2 separate regions of the Mus musculus genome follow, and region 1 is linked to region 2. Evidence: chromatin contacts called from public ChIA-PET data. All regions are on one chromosome and are shown on one strand. Each heading gives the region's core, a stretch centred on a gene start, on an enhancer-like site or on the middle of the called end of the contact. The rest is flanking DNA. Distances are from core to core; before and after follow the strand shown.

The links. ChIA-PET counts read pairs in DNA pulled down with a chosen protein or histone mark.
Region 1: an RNA polymerase II ChIA-PET map of memory CD8 T cells shows a contact between it and region 2, with 93 read pairs. The contact joins the enhancer-like site here to the promoter of Kcna3 in region 2. A contact is called at or near these places in 2 of 39 promoter capture datasets (embryonic stem cells and hippocampal neurons), 1 of 484 Hi-C or Micro-C datasets (cerebellum) and 3 of 115 datasets of contacts at active chromatin or transcription factors (the SCID.adh cell line, forebrain and memory CD8 T cells).

What each region holds. Positions count from the first base shown.
Region 1 is chr3:107,204,456-107,208,522 of GRCm38.p6, forward strand. No RefSeq gene overlaps it. Among named protein-coding and RNA genes, the nearest start is that of Cym, 15 kb to the right of the region's middle. Within about 2 kb of position 2,281, at least 21 of the 459 cell types and tissues checked have an H3K27ac peak or open chromatin away from gene starts, as enhancers often do. A contact at or near this core is called in memory CD8 T cells, where this site is marked.
Region 2 is chr3:107,034,499-107,038,263 of GRCm38.p6, forward strand. It overlaps Kcna3 (potassium voltage-gated channel, shaker-related subfamily, member 3), which reads left to right and starts at 1,664. Exons shown (of 1, transcript NM_008418.2): 1 at 1,664-3,631. The coding sequence starts at 1,925. The coding sequence ends at 3,511.

The DNA.
Region 1 (4,067 bases), core at 1,031-3,530, 170 kb after region 2:
GAGAATCTCAGGCTCTTTGCAGCCCAACTTCAGAATCGGTGCCTTGTTGAGCCACCTCTTCTATTTGCTGCCAGCTCTTGTAGGATGTCACTCCAAGCAAACATCTCTTCTAGGATGCAGGACTTGACAGAAAAAATTGTCCAGGAGACATATGTGCAAACACCCACTAGACTCCACAGGGATTGACTTGCAAGCTACAGAAGCTCTTCTTGTCCCTCTTGAATCCAAATAAATCCTACAAGGCTGGTTCAGATCTACAGCCAGGCTGGCATCCAGTGATGGGCATGTCCATGTGGAGTCTTATGTCCAGTTCCTCTGACTCTGGCGAAAGACAATTTCTTTAGAGTCCAGATTTCTAATCTCATTTGTCTCTGTTGGCTGTGCGGAGGACTTCTGGGCATCCTGTGGACTCAGGAAAACACTTTTCTCTATTATTTACTTATTGTCCTCACACGTGGAGAACATGCGCTGAGATCTGTGTCCCTGAGATCTGGGATGGAGACTGTGGCTGTGGTTGGAGGTCACAGGGGAAGACATTACTTTCATATTGTCCTAGCACCAGTTCAAAGCTGCAGGAGGTATGACTGACCCTACAGAACACTGCCAGAGAAGCACACAGGCTTATCTGCAGACTCCTGTTCCCTCTCATGCGCCTTAGGAAGAAAGCTCTAATGGCACAGTTACTCTAGTCCAGATGCTAAGCAGAGTCCTAGGAAAGAAGAAGGTTCTCAAGTGTCATGGCCTGAACTTGGAACCCAGGGGTAAAGCTTCAACCATGGCTATTGGAGACTGCATCTCCCATACCAGAGGAGACTTCCAAGGCCACCACAGTCCTCAAAAGAGAAGTGAAACTCTACCAAAGAGAAGAGGGAAATGAGTTTTCCCATTGTGGTGGTTAGAATGTTTGGATCCCATAGACTCATGTGTTTGAATGCCTAGTCCATGAGGTGTGGCACTATGAGGAGGTGTGGCCTTGTTGGAGTAGGCATGGACTTGTTGGCAGAATTGTGTCACTGTGGGGGCAGGCTTTGAGGTCTTTGGTGATCAATCTCTGACCAGTGTTGGGCCAGTCTCCTCCTGGCTGCCTTCAGATCAAGATGTAGAACTCCCAGATTCTTCTCCAGCACCATATCTGCCTAGACGCTGCCATGCTTCCCGCCATAATAGACTAAACCTCTGAAATGTAAGTCAGCCCCAATTAAATGTTTTGTTTTATAAGAGTTGCCAGGGTCATGGTATCTCTTCACGACCATGAAAATCCTAAGACACCCATCTCATTCAAGCCCAGCCTTGGCACCAGCCCCAAATCCCCATAGGATCTCGTGGGTCAGATGCTAGCACTGTAAATGCTGAGGAGGGGTGGGGCAGGATTCCCTGCTGACCTGGAAGACCAGTGCTGCCCTGAATCCCTTAAGACACACACAGTAGACACATTCTCCCCGGACAGCTCAGCTCAGCACACAAACCCAGTATCACAACATTCCAGAAAGATTGGAGAGACAGGACTCTGGAGACCAAAAACAGAAAGAAAAGCTAATCAGAGATATCTGGAGTTATGGGGTCGAAGACTGGGACTCCTTTTTTATCTGTGTCCTGAAGAAGCTGCCACTATGCTTTGCATGAGGGAGACAGTCAACTCTATTGTCTACTTGACCACTGCCCCCAAAGTCACCTGAAGTGGCCAAGAATGTCCCAAGGTATAAACAAGATGCTCTAAGTTGGTCTGGTCACTAGAGGGCGCTCCAGGACTAGAGCTGCCTCCTGGGCTGGAAAATTGAAGATCCTGTGTTTGTTTATTCACTCAACATTAAGCACATTAATACAGAACAATTCTATGCCAACGCTAAACGCTATAAAGAGTTGGAAATGACTCATCTTTCATTAGAAAGCCAGAAAATATGAAAAATAAATAGTGTATTCATGTTTACCCATGAATGAAAAATAAAATAAAAAAGGCATGGCTGCTCCTAGGTATGGTGAAGGGAAAACCTCACTGTAGATAAAGGGCGAGAGTAGCCAGAAGCAGGGACATTTAAGAGAGTCCTGAGTGGACATGATCCTGAGCTATGTGAGAAGGGAGAACCAGACCAAGAGGCCAGGGGATGAAAGGGAAGGGCCAGGTAGCCAAACTGGTTAGATCATATAGGGAAGGGCAGCTCGGGAAGCCCTGGGCTGAAAGAGTTTAGGGTAGGGGACAGGGGATACTAGTCATACCCTGTAGCAAGTAGGGACTGAGGGATGCTGGGAGAACCCGTGTCTGCTTTGATATGTTAATGAGCACTTCAGTTAGCATTTGACTCTGGTTTGACACTGAACAACCCACAGGTTCTCTCCCTCCTAGTGCACTGCTAACATTCTTTCATATCTTTGCCCATATCTTTTTCATATCTTTGCGTTCTCATTGACCCTGCCTTTCTGGCCTCACTTTCAAGCTCAATATTCTTAGTCTTGTTCAAACTCTCCACTCAAACCCACTGATAACTGTTGGCCTTTAGTCTAGGCTCTGCCCCACAGTTGCCTGGCAACTATAGTGTGTCTGACTCACTATAAAAGGGGCTGCTAGCCTCCTCCTCCTCCTCCTCTCTCACTCCTCCTGCTCTCTTACTCTTTCTCTGTTCCCTTACTCCTGTTCCCTCTCTCTCTCCATCCCCCCATGTGCTCATGGCCAACGCACCTCTCCCCCCCCTCTCTCTCCCTCCCTTTCTCTCTCTGCCTTTCTCTGTCTCTACTCCCTCAATTCCCCTCCCCATGTCATGCCCTAAATCAACTCTATTCTATACTATACCAACAATGTGTGGCTTGTCCCTCAGGGGAAAAGGATGGGCCAACAGAGGCACCCCCTTCCCCACACCTGACTGTACCTTCACCAAATGTATTCCTTCTCTCCCTTATCTTTTTATAAAACACACCAATAACCACATGCACTTCCTGCTTGCTTGATTTGGGGTGTTTTCTTTTGTCTAATTTGCAGCACTGAGAATCGAAGCCAGGACCTTGTGCATTCCAGGAAAACACTAGATAAGGAGCTTTGCTTCCAGATGCATTCATATGTCTGTGTGTCTACAAAAGAGACCACATAGGAGGTCCTTTCTCTGTGCTTACTAATGGACACAGTGCCTAGAGCAGTGTGTCCCATTCTAAAATGACAAGTGACAACTTAGGGGTAGGACTCAGCCATCAGTTATTCCTGCCATTTAGTAAAAGAGGGTTTGGGACTAACAAGTTCCTTCTCAGAGGAGGTGATGCTCAAGCTGGCACGAAGGTTGAGGCGCACGTGAAGGTAGAGAAGGCGAGGAACACAGCACGCCTCAGGACAGCAGAGATGGCAGAGGCAAGCTGTGTGAGTCTGGGTACACACAGGCAGATGGACAGTCCTGATGTCCCTCTTGGTGTTGGTACTGTGCTCTTCCCACAGTTGCTGCATGCTGTGCCCTCAGGGATGAGCAGAGCTAAGTGACAGCAGCCAGGCTTCATCCCTCAGCTGCCCTCACCTTCCCCAAGTCCTCACTTCCGGCTCTCAGTGTGGTTATCACTGAGCCATGCCATTCTGGACTCTGCCATGGGGCAGTCCCTGCCATTCCTGTCTGTTCTGTTTTCCCTTCTGCCACTGGAAAGAAACAAGCTGCACAGCCCCAGGAAAACAATCCATCATTTTGTCATAACATTTCCATTTCAAAGGCTTCCTTCCCAAGCGGCTCCCTGGGCTAACACTTCCTCTTATTAGGATGAGAACTGGCAAGGAGCTTAGTGATGGGGAGGTTGGGGGGGGATGGCTGGTGTGTGTCTGTCTGTCTGTCTGTCTGTCAGTATTGTATGTCTGTGCATGTCTATGTGTGTCTGTGTGTAGGTGTGTTTGTATGTGTGTATCTTTATGTGTGGTGAGTGTGTCTGTGGGTATATCTGTGGGTGTATGTGTGTGTATATCTGAATCTGAGTGTGTGTCTGTATGTGTATCTGTATGTCTGTGAGTGAGTGTGTGTGTGTGTGTGTGTGTGTGTGTGTGTGTGTGTTTCTCACAAGCACTCTTCATGCCATCCTATTGGAGGTGTTCTCACTCATGTTACAAA
Region 2 (3,765 bases), core at 414-2,913:
ACAGATTGCTCTGAAACTGTGTATTTAAGAGGGATTTAAATGGTTTCCCAGTTTCTTCATCTGACAATAGACTCCACTCTCTGCAGTGCCCAGCACTCAGATGGTTGTAAAGCGAAACATGAAGGAATGATAAAACAAAAACAAACAAACAAACAAACAAACAAACGAAAACCTGGTGCTTGTTACACCCCCAAATGCTGCTCTAGAAACTTGTAGGGTGATTGGACTGCTGGCTCAGCTCTCCCTCGCTCCCCAGCCCAGGAATCACAATAGGGTCCTGAACTCAAAAGAAGAAATATCTCCCCAGAGCAGACAGAAATAAATACAAAGCATCACTTGTTGCAGAATTCAGTACAACAAACAAATGCTGAGATCCCAGGATTTCCAAGTTGCTAACAACAGAAGTTGGGCAAGCCCTCTTTATCATAGTTTAGTAGTTGGGAGAGGGGGTAAGAAAAACATGACGACAGATCACTCTTACATCAAACTGAATTTTCAGCTAACTTCATGGAATGAGTGAATGTCTAGACAATAGTTCCTCTTTTGCAAACGATTGCAATGATTCAAGGGGGTAACAGAATTTTGTAACTCTGGTACTTATACTTGGGGTAGCTAAATGTCTGGGAACAGAAATTATGTTTAAAGCAACCAGCACAATTTAGAGAAACAGTTTAAGGGAGATAATATTTTCTGTAGGCCCATATCAAGCAAGAGAGGCACAATCTGCAAAATGAAGGCTTTCCCACATTAACAGCTAAAATACACTTTCTCGAGTTCCCTACTGCAAGGGCAGGTATCATTGTGTTAATTAAACGCTAGGTATTGGGCCTGTTCGTCACACAGTAAGGTGTGGTGAATTTTCTTTACCATTCCCTCTTATTTTTTTCCACTGCCCTCACTAATCCCAACCAGAAACTTGCCCCTGATTCTGCCCGCACTGAGCTAACCATTATAAAAATGAGGTCTCCAGATGCCTTTAAGGACCCTCTTTTTAGACTGCTGGGAAGACTTGAGACCCCATGTTACCCATTAACCCATTGCTTCCTGTCCAAAAATATCGTTTACTGCACCAACACCCAGGTTTTAGCATTATTCTACCCCTCTAAATCCGGATGCTGGCCCCAGACTATCCTATCCTGCACTAGCCCAGACAACCTAGCCTGCAGCCCCTCCTCCCAAGACATTCAGGGTCTGGATGCCTGGATGCCTCCTTTGCTTGGGACTTTTTGTTACCTACTCTAGTGGAACTTGCCCTTCTTGGCAAAGTGTCAAGGGCCAGGAGGCCTCCCTTCGAGGGATGAGGTGTGGTCCTTGCGTGGGTATAACAGCCCTGAGATTAGGTCTCGACCACGCGCGGGAAGGGAACGCGCGCTGACCAGGAGCGAGCAAGCAGAGCCCAGGAACGAGGTCAGGCGGCCGGGTTCCTCCAAGGCCAGCGTGGCTGGGTAGGGGTTCCGCGGAGTCTGGGGAGTGGGGTGCAAGTTGGCGGCGATCCAGTGACAAAGAAGGTCGAGGAACAAGGGTGGCAAGCGGGAAGCGGAGCGCGCGCGCGCGGTGGGCGGGAAACCCGGGGGCGGTGGCAGAGAGGCGGGCGCGCGCCCCGCGGGGAGGGGTGCGGAGGAGGGAGGAGGAGGCGTCTGGACCGTGCAGCCCCGCGGGCCGCGCCAGCCCAGACAGAGCCTCGCGGCAGCCGCAGCAACAGGCGGCGGGGCCGGGCTCGTAGGGCAGAGGCGGCGGTGGGGCGGGGAGCTCCAGGAGGAGCGACTCGGGCCGGCAGCCGCCAGCAGGGAAGGAAAGCACCGCCGCCTCCCGCGCTCGACCGCCGCAGCCCTCCACCCATCACCGCGCCCACCCTGCACCGGACCCCGCAGGAGGCGGCGCGCGCATCCTGCAGAGCCCCGGCCACGCCGAGCTGCCGCCAGACATGACCGTGGTGCCCGGGGACCACCTGCTGGAGCCAGAGGCGGCGGGAGGCGGTGGCGGGGACCCGCCTCAGGGAGGCTGTGGCAGTGGCGGCGGCGGTGGCGGCTGCGACCGCTACGAGCCACTGCCACCCGCGCTGCCCGCCGCGGGCGAGCAAGATTGCTGCGGCGAGCGTGTGGTCATCAACATCTCTGGGCTGCGCTTCGAGACGCAGCTCAAGACCCTCTGCCAGTTCCCCGAGACACTGCTGGGCGACCCCAAGCGGCGCATGCGGTACTTTGACCCACTCCGCAATGAGTACTTCTTCGACCGCAACCGACCCAGCTTCGACGCCATCCTCTACTACTACCAGTCCGGGGGCCGCATTCGCCGGCCGGTCAACGTGCCCATCGACATCTTCTCCGAGGAGATCCGCTTTTACCAGCTGGGTGAGGAGGCCATGGAAAAGTTCCGTGAGGATGAGGGCTTCCTGCGGGAGGAGGAGCGACCCCTGCCCCGCCGTGACTTCCAGCGCCAGGTGTGGCTGCTCTTCGAATATCCGGAGAGCTCCGGGCCGGCCCGGGGCATTGCCATTGTGTCAGTGCTGGTCATTCTCATCTCCATTGTCATCTTCTGCTTGGAGACGCTTCCCGAGTTTCGCGATGAGAAAGACTATCCCGCCTCCCCGTCGCAGGACGTGTTTGAGGCTGCCAACAACAGCACGTCGGGGGCCCCTTCTGGAGCCTCCAGCTTCTCGGACCCCTTCTTCGTGGTGGAGACCTTGTGCATCATCTGGTTCTCCTTTGAGCTTCTGGTGCGGTTCTTTGCTTGCCCCAGTAAAGCCACCTTCTCCAGAAATATCATGAACTTGATAGACATTGTGGCCATCATTCCTTATTTTATCACTCTGGGCACTGAGCTGGCTGAACGACAAGGTAATGGGCAGCAGGCCATGTCGCTGGCCATCCTGAGAGTCATCCGCCTAGTAAGGGTTTTCCGCATCTTCAAGCTCTCCCGCCATTCTAAGGGGCTGCAGATCCTAGGACAGACGCTGAAGGCTTCCATGCGGGAGCTGGGGCTGCTCATATTCTTCCTCTTCATTGGGGTCATCCTTTTCTCCAGTGCAGTCTACTTTGCTGAGGCAGACGACCCTTCTTCGGGTTTTAACAGTATCCCGGATGCCTTCTGGTGGGCAGTAGTAACCATGACAACTGTTGGTTATGGTGATATGCACCCAGTGACCATAGGAGGCAAGATTGTGGGCTCTCTTTGTGCCATCGCAGGTGTCTTGACCATTGCATTGCCAGTTCCTGTGATTGTTTCCAACTTCAACTACTTCTACCACCGGGAGACAGAAGGGGAAGAGCAAGCCCAGTACATGCACGTGGGCAGTTGCCAGCACCTCTCCTCTTCAGCCGAGGAGCTCCGAAAAGCCCGGAGTAACTCCACTCTGAGTAAGTCGGAGTATATGGTGATCGAAGAGGGGGGTATGAACCACAGCGCCTTCCCGCAGACCCCCTTCAAAACGGGCAACTCCACAGCCACTTGCACCACGAACAATAACCCCAACTCCTGTGTCAACATCAAGAAGATATTCACTGATGTCTAATATATGATACGGTTGCCAATTCTGTGCCCAGTATTGTGTGGAACATGCCCCCTTGGTCTGTGTATGCCCTTGATTTATACATTTCCAGACCACTCATCAAGGAAAGTACAAGAAGTGAGGAAGCACACTTCATTCTCCCTATTGCTTCATACTGAAACAGGTGCCTGTTTTTGCAAGTGGGCTGCATTCTCTCAGCTCTTTTTTTCTCTCTCTCCCTGTCTCTTAATTTTGTGACCAACAAACTTACATTAAGC